Linked DNA regions of Sus scrofa: region 2 is linked to region 1. A link is a contact called in public targeted proximity ligation data. All regions are on one chromosome and are shown on one strand. The core of a region is the stretch at or near the end of the contact, and the rest is flanking DNA. Distances in the headings are between cores, read along the strand shown. Region 1 overlaps TNRC18 (trinucleotide repeat-containing gene 18 protein). Region 2 overlaps RNF216 (E3 ubiquitin-protein ligase RNF216).

The links.
Region 2: a contact with region 1 is called in a targeted proximity ligation map of alveolar macrophages. A contact is called at or near these places in 1 of 47 Hi-C or Micro-C datasets (epiblast stem cells) and 1 of 2 datasets of targeted methods (alveolar macrophages).

Annotation. Positions count from the first base shown.
Region 1 is chr3:3,925,823-3,929,292 of Sscrofa11.1, reverse strand. The region is part of intron 20 of TNRC18 (trinucleotide repeat-containing gene 18 protein); the gene reads left to right. Among named protein-coding and RNA genes, the nearest start is that of TNRC18, 69 kb to the left of the region's middle.
Region 2 is chr3:4,209,631-4,213,321 of Sscrofa11.1, reverse strand. All of the region lies in intron 13 of RNF216 (E3 ubiquitin-protein ligase RNF216), which reads left to right. Among named protein-coding and RNA genes, the nearest start is that of FSCN1, 77 kb to the right of the region's middle.

The sequences.
Region 1 (3,470 bases), core at 138-2,637:
TCCGGTAGAAACACGTGAGACGGGGATGCTCATTACGGTCCATGTACGTGGGGAGCTTTCAAACATAGGCAGGCCTGGCCCCACCTGAATGTCTGAAATTTGTGGGGTGAAGTCTTTATTTATTTATTTATTTATTTATTTATTTATTGTTTTTTTAGGGCCACACCCGCAGCACATGGAGGTTTCCCAGGCTAGGGGTCTAATTGGAGCTGTAGATAAAGCTTTACTCAGTCTGTTTCTTCTTATGTGAGCCCATTCCTTTTCAAGGCTGAATAATATTCCATTTGGTGGGTCTGCCACCTCTGGGCTGTGGTGAAAGATGCTGCTGTGAATATTCACATACATATTTTTATGTGGACACATTTTCAGCTCTCCTGGGTACAAATCTAGGTGAAGACAGCTGGGTCATTTGGGGTTTTTGTTTTCTCTTTTTTTCTTTTTCTAGGGCCACACCTGCGGCACATGGAGGTTCCCAGGCTGGGGGTCCAATCGGAACTGTAGCCGCCGGCCTACGCCACAGCCACAGCCACGCGGGATCTGAGCTGCATCTGCGACCTACACCACAGCTCACGGCAACGCCGGATCCTTAACCCACTGAGCGAGGCCAGGGATCGAACCCACAACGTCATGGTTCCTAGTCGGATTCGTTAACTGCGCCACGACGGGAACTCCCGGCTGGGTCATTTGGTAAGTGTGTTTAACCTTTGGGGGAACTGCTAAAGGATTTTCCAGAGTTCCTGCGTGCTTTCATATTCCCAGCAGCCGCGTATGAGAGCTCCAGTGTCTCCAAACCCTTCTCAATACCTGTTATTATCTGTCTCAATGATAGCTTTCCTCGTGGGTGTGCAGTAGTGTCTCGTTGAGGTTTTGGGAGTTCCCGTCATGGCGCAGTGGAAACAAATCTGACTGGGAACCATGAGGTTTCGGGTTCAATCCCTGGCCTCGTTCAGTGGGTTAAGGATCCAGCGTTGCCGTGAGCTATGATGTAGGTTGCAGATGCGGCTCGGATCTGATGTGGCTGTGGCTTAGGCCAGCAGCTGTAGCTTCAATTGGACCCCTAGCCTGGGAACCTCTATATGCCGTGGGTGCAGCCCTAAAAAGCAAAAAAAAAAAAAGGCATTGTCATTGTGGTCTTGATGTGCATTTCTCCAATAACTAGTGGTGTGGAGCATCCTTTCATGTGTTTTGTAGCCGTTTGTGTGTCATCTTCGGAGAAATGTATTTCTCTTTATTTATTTACTTTTAGGGCTGCACCTGTGGCACATGGAGGTTCCCAGGCCAGAGGCTGAATCAGAGCTACAGCTGTCAGCCTTCTCCACAGCCACAGCACACTGGATCCAAGCCACATCTGTGACCTACACCGCAGCATGTGGCAATGCTGGATCCTTAACCTATTGGGCGGGGCCAGGGATTGAACCCACATGGATACTAGTCATGTTCTTTTACCAGCTGAGTCACAGGGGGATGGATCTCCCAGAAATGTCTTTTTATTTTTTTTTTTAAGTTGGTTTTTAAAATTTTACTTTTTTTTTTTTTTTGGATATGGCCATACCTGCAGCATATGGAAGTTCCCAGGGAGGTGGGGGTTGAATTGGATCTACCGCTGCTGGCCTGTGCCACAGCAGTGCCTGATCTGAGCCGTGTCAGCAGTCTTTGCCACAGCTCATGGCAACGCTGGATCCTTCGCCAACTGAGGAAGGCTAGGGATCGAACCTGTGTCCTCATGGATACTAGCTGGATTCATTACTGCTGAGCCATGACAGGAACTCCCCGCAATTTTATTTTTGAAAAATGTATTTATTTTTTGGCCCCACCTGTAGCATGTGAAAGTCCTTGGGCCACGGCTTGGATCTGAGCTGTTGTTTTAACCTACACCACAGCTGCAGCAATGCCAGATGCCTGGCCTGGGATCAAACCTGTACCACCACAGAGACGATGCCAGATCCTTAACCTGCTGTGCCACAATAGGAACTTCCCTTTACTCATTTTCAAATTGTGTTATTTGTGGTTTTGTTGTTTGGCGGGAGTTTTTATTTATTCTAGCTACAGATCTCTCAACAGATAGATGGTTTGCAAGTATTTTCTCCCGTTCTGTGAGTTGTGTATTTCACTTACTTGATAGTGTTTGAAACAACACATTTATAATTTTGATGAAGTCTGGTTTATTTCTTCTGATGTCACCTGTACTGCTGGTGTTGTGTATAAGAAAGTATTGCCTGATATAAAGTCACAAAGATGTAGTCCCATTTTCTTCTAAGAGTTCTGTCGTTTGAGACTTACATTCAGGTTTGTGATCCATTTCGAGTTAATTCTGTGTGTGTGGACTGACAGAGGGGTCTTTTGCACACGGACACCCAGTTGCCCCAGGAGCATGTGTTGAGGAGTCTGTTCTTTCCCCAGGAGTGCTCTGGGTGCCCTTGCCAAAAATCAGTAGACCAACTGAAAATGGATATAAAGGATTCTTTCTGGACCCACAGTTCTATCGTACTGATCTGTGCGTCCTCATGCCAGTGCGACCCTGTCACTGCTACGAGATGACAGTGGGAGCTGTTGAAGGCGGCTTTGCCGTCGGGGAGTGCGAGTCCTCCGTCTTTGTTGTCTCTTTCCAGGATCGGTGCTTCAGAGTCCCTTGCATTTCCGTGTGGACAGGAGGGTCAGTCTGTCCCTTTCTGTGAAAAGAGCCCCCAGCTAGGATTCTGATAAGAATCGTGTTGAATTGGTAGGTCACGTTGGGGAGTGTTGACAGCTCAACCAAATCAATTTCTCAATCCAGGAACATTGAATGTCTTTCCATTTATTTGGGTCTTTCGTTTCTTTCAAAACAATGTAGTTTTTGTTGTGTAAGTCTTACACGTCTTTTGTTAAATTTAGTCCTAGGTAATTACTCTTTTTGATGCTATTATAAATGGAATTCTATTCATTTTTGGAGTGTTCGTTGTTGACGTATAGAAATACAATTGATTAATGTTTTATTAATTTTTCTTTTATACTGGAGTACAGCTGATTTAAAATGTGTTAGTTGCAGGTGTACAGCAAAGTGATTTGGTTATACATATGCATATATCAACTCTTTTTTTTTTTTTTTTTTTTTTTTTTTTTTTGTCTTTTTGCCATTTCTTGAGCTACTCCCGCGGCATATGGAGGTTCCCAGGCTAGGGGTCTAATCAGAGCTGTAGCCACCGGCCTACACCAGAGCCACAGCAATGCGGGATCCGAGCCGCGTCTGCGACCTATACCACAGCTCATGGCAACGCCGGATCCTTAACCCACTGAGCGAGGCTAGGGATCGAACCTGCAACCTGATGGTTCCCAGTCGGATTCGTTAACCACTGCGCCACGATGGAAACTCCACATATATGAATTCTTTTCCCACATAGGTTATTAGGGAATATTGAGTAGTGTTCCCTGTGCTGCATAGTTGGAACTTCTTGATTATTTTATATGTACTAGTGTATGTTAATCTCAAATTC
Region 2 (3,691 bases), core at 387-2,886, 280 kb before region 1:
TCCAACATGTATTTTGGGAATTCTGGAACCCTCTCTTTACTCTCAGAAAATAATTCAGAATCCAATTCTCAACGAAATGGGTCAGTAGCATAAACTGTCTCCTCGTACTCTGAGCACTGCATTGGTTGACGGGGGCAGTGGTACATCCTAAGGCTGGTTGCTTTGCTCCTTTCTGTTAAGTTTAGCAAACAAGCTCTCCAGCGTGATCTTTCTGCAGCGTGAGATCATTTGATGTTACCATTAGTAAAGAGAGAAGTAACTGGCATAACTACAAGGTTAGTATTTCCCCAAAGTCAGCAGGTACTTAGAGGCCGCACTTCCAGGAAGCCACGTGTTCGTCTGAATGGAAAATAGATTGGGGGCACTCTCAGTTTTCAAGGACTTAGTCACAGTCCCACAGCCTATTCCTGTCTGTCCCCAAGAATGAGGACTTCGAGTCTCAGCATGTACAAAGGTCAGAGAGCAACAGTGCATGCACAGAGGGTCTGGACCTCTCCAGATCCACCCCCACCTGGTGTTTGATCACCGTTGAAGGCCACCCTATTAGTTGGCCAGGGCCACCATGACAAAGTCCTACGGACTGGCAGCTGGAACAACAGGCATTTATTTTCTCACAGTTCTGGAGGCTGGAAGTTCAGGATCAAGGTGTCGGCAACTCTGGCTTCTCGGGCCTCTCTCCCCAGCTGGCCGCCTCCTCCCTGCATCCTGACAAGGCCTTTCTGCTATGAATGCACCGCCTGGTGTCTCTCCTACATGTCCTGATACCCTCCTCCTCTAAGGACAGCATTTGGGCGGGCGCAAAGTCTACCCCAAGGGAGTTTCAACCTGGTCACCACTTTAAAGGCCTGTCTCTAAACAGAGTCACATTCCGAGGTACTGAGCATTAGGACATCTGAGTTTAGGAGGGAAAACAATTCAGTCCATAATGGCCACTGTTTAAAACAATGAAAAATAAAAATTAAAAAACCCTGTCTTTTTTAGCCTGTCTCTGTGAGTTGGGAAAGCCATATAAGACAGGAGTGGTCGTAATTGGGCTCACCACTGAGCCAAAGACATGCCTATTAGAGCTTAAGCAGATATGTCCCTGTGTATTTCCCGGCTATCCATCCTCCGTCTGGGCCCAGGGCAGTTGCAGCTAGGTAGAGCAAAGCTTGGGAAGCCTGGCAGAAGGCAGTGGCTTCTGGTGAGGTTTCATCCTATGGTCCATATGTTGTTGTTTGGAGCAGTTGCTGTAAGGAAGGAATTAAGGATGAAAAACAAAGATACTGGCAACACCAGGGCAGGCTACAACCCTGGCAGCTCTTTGTGGGGCCAGGTGTTCAGGGGATCACTGTAGGCCTTCTGGGGAGGGGGCATGAGTGGTGTGGTTTCCTACTGGGTAGACCTTCAGTGCTACCTTCCTGGGCTGGACTCTGCTTGCCTTCCAGGAAGGCCCTGATCAGGCTCCTTATACAGCCAGCAGGGTAGGTTCCTCCTGGGTAGGCCGCGTTAACTGGAACTGAGACTGGGGCTATGGATAAAGGCTGAAAGACAGCTTAAGAAAGATTCTAGAGGGAAGTCACATTTGCAACATACTGTGTTACAAGACCCATTTATAGCACTTAGTTGCACTTTTGCTTCCAAAGGTAACCTTTGGATTTTTGAACATGAGGAAAAGGAATGGAAAAGTGGAGGTGGGGTCAAGTGGTAAGGGTGCCCCATTGATTATTTTCTCCCTGAGCAAACACTTTTGATGGTGTTTGAGATAGTGATATCCTAAAGTTTGTGTTCTACTTGAGTGACTAACTGTACTGAAAATTTAAATCCAAGAATAAGCGAACAGGAAAATAAAGGCCCGTTTGTCCTTATCACCAATCACTTCAACACTCTCCCTGGTTCCAAATGTCTCTTCCTGGCAGCTTCCTCCACACAGCATCAGGCAAGTCCTGCCTCCTTCTCTGCACCAGCAAGCAGCCCTTACGGTCGGGCGAGTGCGTGCCCGGCACAGTGTATGTACAGTCCTGGAGACCCTGTGCCAGCATCGTTTGTTTACAAGGTGGTTTCCAAAATGCGTCGTTCACGGTCATGCTTTCAACAGCAGTGTTTGGAAAGGTCGAGAAGAAACTTCAGGTTTGGTTTACCAACGTGAGGAATTGGAGATTTCACTGCTAGCCCTTCCTGTCACTTTACTCTCTCTTACCTTTTGTCTCCTACTGTTGGACGCGTTGCTGACCTTTCGCTTGCAGCTGGGTGGAGTGATGGTTTCGTGAGCATCGAGTAGGTTCTGCCAGTCCCCGCAGCCGTGCGAAAGAGTGGATAGTGAGTAGAGTCAGCTTCCCTAAAAATTGCCAGTGGCCGAAACTGATCCACTGAAGACCCCAGATAGCCTGACTCTTTTCTCGTCTGAGTAGAGGTATCAAAAGGATCAGCAAAACCAAGACCTGTGTAAGAAGCAGCCAAGGCTTCTCAGACTCTCCTGTGCGTTGGACTCACGTAGTGATCTGATCAAAATACAACTCCGCTTAGTAAGTCTAGAGTGGAGCCTGATTTTCTGCATCGCTAACAGGCCCCCTGCCCCCCGCCACCGAAGGACAGTGCTGCACATCCTTTGAGAGGCGAGAAACTAGGTAACCATCCTCTGAGGAAACCATCCGTAGCCACTTCTCCGCTTTAAAGTGTTCTCTGATGTTGTTTATAGTATTATTCCCACAGAACAGAAATCACTGATTAGGAGTTCCCGTTGTGACTCAGCGGTAAGGAACTCGACTAGGATCGATGAGGATTCAGGTTCCATCCCTGGCCTTGCGCAGTGGGTTATGGATCCAGCGTGGCCATGAGCTGTGGTGTAAGTCGCAGATACGGCTCAGATCTGGCATTGCTGTGGCTCTGGTGTAGGCTGGCAACTGCAACTCTGATTCAACTCCAAGCCTGGAAATTTCCATATGCTGAGGGTGTGGCACTCAAAAAACAAAGAAAAAAAAAAATCATTGATTTAAACCAGACTGCTTATATGTCTAAGGGACAGGACTGGTTTTCAACTGGATAAAGAGCTGTGTGGGGAGTTCCCATTGTTCTCAGTGGCAATGAACCCAGCTAGTATCCATGAGGACGTGCAGTCGTTCTGTGGGTTCAGGATCTGACGTTGCCATGAGCTACAGTATAGGTCGCAGACATGGCTCGAATCCTGAATTGCTGTGGCTGTGGCGTAGGCCAGCAACTACGGCTTCAATTCAACACCTAGCCTGGGACCTTCCATATGCTGTGGGTGGGCCCTAAAAAGACCATAAAAAAGTAGGGGGAGCCATGTGGCCATGTGTGTAGGGGTATGAGGGTAATAGTTCCTGGAGACATCAGATGGTTAACATACTAACCAAATACGTACTGTCTTACTGTTTCCTGTAACAAAAGTGTGGAAGAACTGAGGCCATAGCTGGAGCTGCCAAAGCCTGTCAAGTGGGAGCGTGGAAGGAGCGAGGCCCTGGGAGGGCCACAGCCCCAAGCGTTTCTGTATCGAGACAGGCCTCTATGTTCCTGTTTCTGTGACTTTCAAACTAGGACTCTTCCACTTGCACTTCTTTTTTTATTTTTACATATTTTTTATTTTTTTGGCCGCACCCACGGCGTATGGAAGTTCCCGGGCCAGGGATTGAATTGGAACTGCAGCTGTGACCTGTGCCATAGCTTGAAATCCCAGTTGCACTTCTTATCATGC